2 separate regions of the Sus scrofa genome follow, and region 1 is linked to region 2. Evidence: chromatin contacts called from public promoter capture Hi-C data. All regions are on one chromosome and are shown on one strand. The core of a region is the stretch at or near the end of the contact, and the rest is flanking DNA. Distances in the headings are between cores, read along the strand shown. Region 1 holds the start of LOC102157807 (N-acetyllactosaminide beta-1,6-N-acetylglucosaminyl-transferase-like). Region 2 holds the start of BLOC1S5 (biogenesis of lysosomal organelles complex 1 subunit 5).

Region 1 (4,744 bases), core at 861-3,360, 2.0 Mb after region 2:
ACAGGAAAAACAGCTCTATTTCCAAACCATGCTGTTTTAAGCAACAGAACGAATACCAAAAAAGGATGATGAAAGATCCTAAGTTGGCGAATGTCTATATTTCTCAATATAGTGACATTATTAATGTCTGTCCCCTAAGCCTGTATAAATTTGAACTCCTTCGTCGTTGGCCAGTTGGGTATAATAATGTAAACAGGCTCTGTTGGCCGAATTAAGTCATGTATCTGAACACACTGTCAAACTGCAGATATTTAGAATATTTTAATCTTCGTTCCAAGCCAGAAGGCTTTGCCAAACTAGATACTGAAATTACCTTCTGTGGTGTTCAAACAGGATATGCAATAACCTAATATTTGAAGGTATTGTTTGGAAGAAAAACGAAGCTTCGGATTGATTTTTGCATTATCATGGATGTTAAGTCACCCTCTTTGCTCCCTAGGCACACTAAAAGTTGGACTGATCTGCTCCATTTTCTGTTTCCACTTTAAGAATACAATGGTGGGTTCTATAGAGAGTTGACTTGTGGTGCATCTTACAGAAGGAGGAGGATTTCTCAAAGGAGAGGGAAAAATAATGTCCAAGCTGGAAACATGAATAATGGAAGCAATGAACGTTAGAAAGAAACTCATCTGTGGTTCAAGAGGTGGTGTGTTGGGAGTTCCCGTCATGGTGCAGTGGTTAACGAATCTGACTAGGAACCAAGAGGTTGCAGGTTCAATCCCTGGCCTCGCTCAGTGGGTTAGGGATCTGGCGTTGCCGAGAGTTGTGGTGTAGGTCAAAAATGCGGCTCAGATCTGGTGTTGCTGTGGCTCTGGCATAGGCCAGTGGCTACAGCTCCGATTAGACCCCTAGCCTGGGAACCTCCACATGCCGCAGGTGCAGCCCTAGAAAAGGCAAAAGGACAAAAAAAAAAAAAAAAAGAGGTGGTGTGTTGTTCAGGCAGAATATAGATGGATGCCTTGAATCAGGGGGCCATGGCACTGGTGTTCTAACTCTGGGGAAAGCGAAGGAATATTGTTCTAGGAATTTCATTACTAGCAGGGTAGAGGTTTCTCCAAAGGGAGGAGAGGAAGAGCATTTAAGGCCATTTTTTTCTTCCTGGGGTGTTGGGGGGGGGGATGCTCAGTCTCTCCTCTACAGGATGGGAGCTCAGAGGGGTTACATTTGACAGGTGAGGGGAGAAGAGAAGGCATGCAGTCATTGCACTGGTGTTTTAGAAGTCATTTGTAAATAAAACATGCAAGTTCCCACTGTGGCTCAGCCAGGAAAGAACCCAATGTAGTGTCCGTGAGGAGGTGGGTTCGATCCCTGGCCTCCTTCAGTGGGTTAAGGATCCAGCATTGCTGCAAGCTACAGTGTAGGTCATGGATGTGGCTTGGATTCGGTGTTGCTGGGACCTAGGCCAGCAGCTGTGGCTCCAGTTCAACCCCTGGCCCCGGAAGGAAGGATGGACGATTTTAAAAGTAAAACATGTTGCTCTACATTTTAAAAAGAGAGCAGGTGTTAAGAAAGAAAGATTGAAAATAAGAGCATTCTAAGTTAAAGAGCCTGATGCGCTTCAGCTAAAACACTGCAATTTACCAACAGGGAAAAACAACATTCCTTTCCCACTTGGCTCAATAAGCTTGACGGGCAGGTATAAACACTTCTCTGAGTGTGTTCTCTGAGTGGTGACAACCTGAATGCCCTTTAGCTCCCCAGATCTGAATATCATCTGTGCCAGGATTCATGTGCTTCCCAGTGAGGTTTCAAGGTCTCAGCTAAATTGGGGGATGGAGGTCAGGATTCGCTCCTGTGACTCGGCCATCCTGTGATGGAACCAAAGTGGGGTCCACTCACCCCTGCTCAGAAGAGTCCATCTACTGACACCGGGTTGTGGTGAAGAAAAATGCAGCAGTTTCTGCACAAGGAGGACAGGCGGTTTGTGCTCAAAAGCCTCAAACTCCGGGAAGGTTTGGGGGAGACCTTTTTTTTTTTTTTTTTTTTTTTTTGCTATTTCTAGGGCCGCATCCGCGGCATATGGAGGTTCCCAGGCTAGGGGTCGAATCGGAGCTGTAGCCGCCGGCCTACGCCAGAGCCACAGCAACGCGGGATCCAAGCCGCATCTGCAACCTACACCACAGCTCATGGCAACGCCGGATCGTTAACCCACTGAGCAAGGTCAGGGACCGAACCCGCAACCTCATGGTTCCTAGTCGGATTCGTTAATCACTGCGCCACGATGGGAACTCCGGGAGACGTTTTTTATAGGCAGAATTTGGGGCGAGGGGCTGCAGGGTGTGTGATTGGCTGGTGGGGGGGAACAGGGCGTTGCTCCACGAATCAGGCGCTTAGTGGGAAGTTGCCATCCTCCGCCTGGGTGGGGGCTTGAGTTCCAGCAGAAGAACTCAGAAATATTGTCATGTATATTTCCTGAGGAGGAACCAGAACCCTGCCCCAAGGCTCTGAGATTATTTCTTAACTGCCCCCCCCCTTTGTTTCTACGTTCCCTCCCTTCCCTGATTAGCAGCTGTGTGCATCTGCCCTTTGGAACTCAGGGGAGGTCAAGGGGGTTGGATGAAGCCTTTTTCCTTCTAGGAAAAAATGGGGAACACTGAAAGGATTTCTACCAGGACCCCACTGAGTCCTGCTCCGTGTCCATCTTATGACAGGCACCATGGCGGACGCTAGAGGTGGAAGGAGAGGGGCTGTCACCTCATCTCTAAGTCACAAGACCAGGAGCCCTGCAATTTCAGATCCCCTAGGACTGGAACTCCCGTAAGCTCCGGCTTTAGAAAAGAGTAGGGCGGGGCTCAGAAGCATCACAAAAGAGCCCGATGGGTGAGGTTTTGTTTTCTATCTTGTCACCTCCATCACTTTTCTCATCCAAAGGGCGTATTTGAGAAGGGAGGCTACCGGTGCCCTGTGGAGTGTTCTGGAAGAGTCGGGGGACCCGGCTGTGGCTCTTTGCCAGGAGCAACCAGCCGGGGTTGGGGGGGGCGGGGAGCACCGCAGCCTGTCGGATGACTAGCCGGAAATGGCACGCCTGCCAGAACACATCATTTCAACTTTGCTTTACTGTACTTATTCCCTGAATGACAGTAACGGGGGGGGGGGGGGGAACCTTGGGAAATGAGAGAAAAGGGATCGGAGAAACTAAATCTGCGAGGGAAAAAGGAATTACCAGAGTTTTAGTGGAACAGCCAGCCCCTGCGAGCTGGAGCTGGAGGGAGGGAAAAGGCTGGGCTTAAGCAACCTGCTATTGGGATTTAGACAAAGGCGGTTTGAGAGGCAGAGGACGACGAGGCGGGATCAGTTGCTAATATCAACATGGGGAGAAAGCCAGCTGCTGGACTCCGGGGGATGACACCGAATCCGATCACCGCGTTTCCTTCAGCGCAGGAATTGCTGGAGTATGTACCAAAATAAGAACTCAGAGAAAAAAGTAAGTTTGGGAAAGGACTTGCAGATTCTGACAGTCTTTGAAATCTTACTCCTCTTGGAGGCATGACTTCATTGATGCGTTTCCTCTTTATAGCTTCTGTCTCTTGTGTAATCATTTTTATCGTGTTCTATGCGTTTCATTTTGGGGGAGAGCAAAGCTTCCAGAGGCTAAATAACTCAGACCCTCTGATGCTGAGTCAAGTTTGCACATCCTCCATCAAAGGCAAAACACCTTTCCTCTGGAGAGACAGACTAACGATCTATGAGAAGTCTTCTTGCAAGGAATACCTGACCCAAAGCCACTATATCACGGTGCCTTTATCTAAAGAAGAAGCTGACTTCCCCTTGGCCTACATCATGGTCATTCATCACAATTTCGATACCTTCGCAAGGCTCTTCAGAGCTGTGTACATGCCTCAGAACGTCTACTGTGTCCACGTGGATGAGAAAGCCACCACTGAATTCAAAGATGCAGTGGAGCACCTCCTGAGCTGCTTCCCGAATGCCTTCCTGGCTTCCAAGACGGAGCCCGTGGTCTACGGCGGGATTTCCAGGCTCCAGGCGGACCTCAACTGCATCAAGGATCTGGCGGCCTCGGCGGTCCCGTGGAAATACGCCATCAACACCTGCGGGCAGGACTTCCCCCTGAAAACCAACAGGGAGATCGTTCAGTATCTGAAAGGGCTTAAAGGGAAAAACATCACCCCGGGGGTGCTGCCCCCCGCTCACGCCATTGGACGGACGAGATACGTCCACCGGGAGCACCTGGGCAAAGAGCTTTCCTATGTGATAAGAACCACGGCGCTGAAACCGCCTCCTCCGCACAATCTCACCATTTACTTTGGCTCTGCCTATGTTGCTCTGTCCAGAGAGTTCGCCACCTTTGTTCTCCAGGACCCTCGGGCTGTGGACTTGCTCCACTGGTCCAAAGACACCTTTAGTCCGGATGAGCATTTCTGGGTGACCCTCAATAGGATTCCAGGTATGTGATTTCCCATTTCACGTGAGGATGAAGTGCAAGGGCTTTTCAAGAGAGCGCTCCTCTTTACTAGAAGGAGAAGACGCAAACTGAAATAGAGAGTTTTCACCCCAATCCTTTCTGAATTTTCAGCGTCTAAAGAATCGTGTTTCCTTGGGTGATAAGGCGATATTTCTAAAAGAGTCAGTGGGTACCGTTTAGCGGTGTTGCATTGCAGTTCATCGTGTTCTTTGGCATTCATCATCTTAGGAAATCAGTTTGATAATTAAATATGAATAAATAATTCCTGTTTCCCGCAACCGGTATTAGCGTTCTCCCTTCCCACGGGAGGGCTTTATCTCC
Region 2 (4,428 bases), core at 51-2,550:
AGGGGGTTATGGACCCAAGGATGTCTGTGAAGATGGGGGATGCGAGCCCTGGCCTGGCTCGGTAGGTTAAGGACCCCCTATTGCCGCAAGCTGCAGTATAGGTCACAGGTGCCGCTTGGATCCGGTTCTCCTGGCTGTAGCATAGATCCCAGGTGTGGCTGGGATTCCACTCCAAGCCCGGGAACTTCCATATGCTGCAGATGCGGCTGTAAAGAGAGAGAAAAAAAAAGATAAATTTCATATTACATGCATTTTGCCACCATTTAAAACTTCTTACAATAATAGTTCACTAAGATTGCACATATAAACAATTATAACTTACCCCTAACACCTACGCACCATGCCCACACTAATTAAAGAAACAACCTGAAGTCTCCACAACTCTAACAAATACAGTTAACATGTTAACCTAAGGATGTCATTCTTGGATCAGTGTTGAAGGACTCTGGAATCCACCAGGGCTTCAACATCGCAGGACGATGGGGATGCGGGGACAAGCAGGGGGTTAAGAGAGGATGAAGATGAGAAAGTGTATGTCTAACTGGCAAAGCTCCTACGGCACAAAACAGAGTGGTTGAGAGCTTGGGGAATCAAACTAAGTCAGCTCCGTGAGAATCCCGGCTGTAAGTAGGTCATAAACTTCTCCCAGCTCCAAGCAGACCGGACAAAGGGACAAAGTTACACTTGTAAGGCCTTTCGTGTTTTAAGACGCTTGCGTATTCTCTCGTTCACTTCTTCCACGCACGATCCAGAAGCAGACAGGGTCAGGGCGTGGGTAAAGCCAACAACCAAGGCACACACCTCCTAACCGCCCTGCCTGGGAACGCGAGCCCTTCCCAACTCCCAAGCTCAGGGCATCACGCGTGGGTTGTGAGCCCTCGTCCAACCCGGCGCTGCGCGGGGCCCCGGGTTGGGGAAGTGGGAGGGGCGGGCCGGACGGTTCCCGGGGCGGCTTCTAAGAGGAAGCAAGGCGCGGGGTGGTTTGCTGTTACTGGGAAGCACCCGGCGCGGGGAAACAGGTGGACCGGGGTAGAGGCCCCCCGCCCCCACCACCCCGCCCCCGCCACAAACGCTCGTGCATCAGGGAGCAGGGGGTCGACCTGGAGTTCGGGCCCAGATCAGGGGGCGCGCCTGGGAGGTGAGGCTGCGCTGGGTTCCACCGGGGAGATTCGTACCCTTGATAATGAGGTGCGCTGGCGAGCTTGTGGTCCCCAGTGAGTCCCTCTTCCTGCCGCCGCCGCCGCCGGCGCCCGAGGGGGCCTCACAACCCGTGGGGTCTCCGTCCCTCCGCCACTCATCCCGACCAGCTCCGCCCACCCGCGGGTGACGCTGCGCATGCGCAAAGCTGAGCGGCTGGCTTTCCTGGCGCGCAGTTCTTAGCGTCATCAAAGGGCGTAGGGGAAGCTGAGTCTACCCAGCTGGCGGTTCCGGGAAGGCACCTGTGGTGTAGTTAGGGACGCGACCATGAAGAAGCCGGTGCCGCCATGCTGGATTAGGGCAGATGCTCTGGGACTAGGAATAGGAAGGTGCCTGAAATGAGAGCTAAACGTATTCCTCCATAAACCTGCTGGAATTTGTGTTAGGTTTGAGGAGAAGGACTCCAGTCGCAGAATAATATTAACAATAATGGTATAAATATATTACCTATATCATTACGTGCCACCAGTATTGTATAGATGTTGACGTGTGTTCATTGCCACTTTGGGGAACAGTGTTGGCACTTCTTTCTAACAAATGAAGAAAGGAGGTTAGAGATTAATGCTCCCAAATCACTTCTCAAACTCATTCATTGCCATGTGAGGAGTAAAAGGAGTTCCTGTGGGGGATCAGCGGTTTAAGAACCCTACAGTATCTATGAGGATTGGGGTTCCATCCCTGGCCTCGCTCAGGGGGTTAAAAGATCTACATCGGGGTGAGCCAAGGTGTAGGTCGCAGTAGGCTCAGATCCCACGTGGCTGTGGTGTAGGCCGGCAACTGCAGCTCAGATTCCTCCTCTAGCCTGAGAATTTACGTATGCCGCAGGTGGCCCTAAAAAAAAAAAAAAAAGAAATATATGTTCTTGGCATTTGTAATTATAAAAATCTCATCTAGTTGTTATATGGACTAAGATAAAATGCAAGTAATTAGGAAAGGGGCCGTTTTGCTAGGCTGCTTTAATTCGTAGTTGTGAAAAGACAATTACGCTGTTGCCATGTATCTAGCGCTGCTATTTGGTAAGCTCCATGAAGTTCATCTTGAATTCTCAACAAGTCTTCACGCCTGTTCAAAGGGCAGACAGCACAACTCTGCAGTGACTCCTTTATCTCCTGGGCTTATCCGTGGTTCTAAGAATCATTTCTTAATCCCTGCCCTTCTCCCTCCTCTCTTCATGCAGTTCTTACCCTGTAGGGTCTTGCAGTCACCAACATTTATAATCGAGGGCCTGTAAATGATGGGATGGAGGAAGGTGCAACACAAATATGGGACACCTGGGGGCAGGAGGGGCCAGGAAAGACTTCCCAGAGGAGGTCTGTTTTGTCCTCCCTCCTGGAATGAGGAAATGTTAGCCAGGTGGAGGTGGGATAGAACTTGGGAGTTTTCCAGCAGAAGAAATAACAAAGAGGTATAAAATACACGCGTTAATAAATACTATGTGAACTTGGTTAATTGTTGGGTTTAGCTAGTTGTTGGGTCTAGCTTCTAACTTTTCATCTCCCTCGCTTTGGCAACAACCTATAGAAAATTTAAGGATTTTAAAATGATTCATTATGCACCCCACTTCTAGGCACTTCTTAACTCAAATTTTCTCCTACACCTGCAAGACTAAATTCTCTCTAAACGTGTCTTCTGAGTGTCTTTGAACTACTGACAAACCTGGGAGGGCTCACTCTAGTACACCGAGACTGCTTTCCTCACATTATCATGGTTGTTAAAAATGCAGTCTGGGTTCTGCTTCCTAAAGCTCTCTTTCAGTAGTTCGGGGGTAGTAGCTGCTTCCTCACTTTCCCAATTGCCAGTTGGTCAGGATACTCATGATAACAGAACTGCAGGTGCAGTTGTTCAGACTTTGGGATCAGACAGAATTGGGTTCAATTCTGGCTGTGACACTTGCCTGAAGTTCCTTTTCTATAAAATGGCACGAAAACATCCATATTATACAGCTGATAAAGAAGATAATACCTGGAGTTCCCGTTGTGGCGCAGTGGTTAACGAATCCGACTAGGAACCATGGGGTTGGGGGTTCAATCCCTGGCCTTGCTCAGTGGATTAACGATCCGGCGTTGCCGTGAGCTGTGGTGTGGGTTGCAGACGTGGCTCGGATTGCTGTGGCTCTGGTGCAGGCGGGCAGCTATAGCTCCAATTAGACCCCTAGCCTGGGAACCTCCATATGCCACAAGTGCAGCCCCCGAAAAGGCAAAAAGACAAAAAAAAAAAAAAAAAAAAAAAAAGAAAGAAAGAAAATAATACCTGTAAAATATTTCGTCCAGTGTGTGGCACATATCAAATGCTCAATAAATTTTATGATTTCAGTAACTTCCTCTATCTCCTTTTAAAAATTTTTTAAATTTTATTATTATTTTTTAAATGATCCACACCCACAGCACATAGAAGTTCCCTGGCCAGGGACTGAATTCGAGCCCCAGCTGCAGCAATGCCAGATTCTTTAACCCACTGTGCTGGGCCAGGGATCAAACGCAGGCCTCTGCAGCAACCTGAGCCACTGCATTGGGATTCTTTTTTTTTTTTTTTTTTTTTTTTTTTTTGTCTTTTTGCCATTTCTTGGGCTGCTCCCGCGGCATATGGAATTTCCCAGGCTAGGGTCTAATCGGAGCTGTAGCTGCCAGCCTATGCCAGAGCCACAGCAACTTGGGATCCGAGCCGCGTCTGCGACCTACACCACAGATCACGGCAACGCCGGATCCTTAACCCACTGAGCAAGGGCAGGGATCGAACCCGCAACCTCATGGTTCCTAGTCAGATTCGTTAACCACTGCGCCACGACGGGAACTCCTGCATTGGGATTCTTAACCCTCAGTGCCACACTGGGAACTCCCTCTGTCTCCTTTTAAAGCCCTGTATGATCTGCTCTCATTCCCCCAATTCGCCTTTACCCACCATCACTATAATTTCTTGCACTTGTTTTGCACTTTACGATTTAGAAAATGTTATCACACTCCACATACCAAATGTCTCTTCATGCTCTCACTAATCTAGTTTAGCTAAATATACACACAGGCCACATTCTGCTCCTCCCATCAGGAGATGGAGTTTGCCCCTCCCCACTCTGGCACATATCCCCCCCGTCCCCCGTCCCCCAGTCTGGAACCAACCTTCTGACTTGTCTTGACCAGCAGAAACAAGATGAGCCTAAAGCCACCTGGCAATTTCTGCTTTTGCTCTTGTCAAGAAGTCTAAGCTGTCCTGCTGAGGTGAGGCCATGGGTGAGAC

Evidence for each region. Promoter capture Hi-C pulls out the DNA fragments that hold promoters and counts their contacts.
Region 1: a promoter capture Hi-C map of fetal liver shows a contact between it and region 2, with 5 times the contacts expected there. The contact joins the promoter of LOC102157807 here to the promoter of BLOC1S5 in region 2. A contact is called at or near these places in 1 of 5 promoter capture datasets (fetal liver) and 1 of 2 datasets of contacts at active chromatin or transcription factors (alveolar macrophages).

The regions. Positions count from the first base shown.
Region 1 is chr7:7,357,317-7,362,060 of Sscrofa11.1, forward strand. LOC102157807 (N-acetyllactosaminide beta-1,6-N-acetylglucosaminyl-transferase-like) reads left to right here and starts at 2,111. Exons shown (of 1, transcript XM_005665563.3): 1 at 2,111-4,413. The coding sequence starts at 3,487. The coding sequence ends at 4,413.
Region 2 is chr7:5,362,046-5,366,473 of Sscrofa11.1, forward strand. It overlaps BLOC1S5 (biogenesis of lysosomal organelles complex 1 subunit 5), which reads right to left and starts at 1,301. Exons shown (of 6, transcript NM_001098591.1): 1 at 1,275-1,301; 2 at 1,176-1,272. The coding sequence starts at 1,298.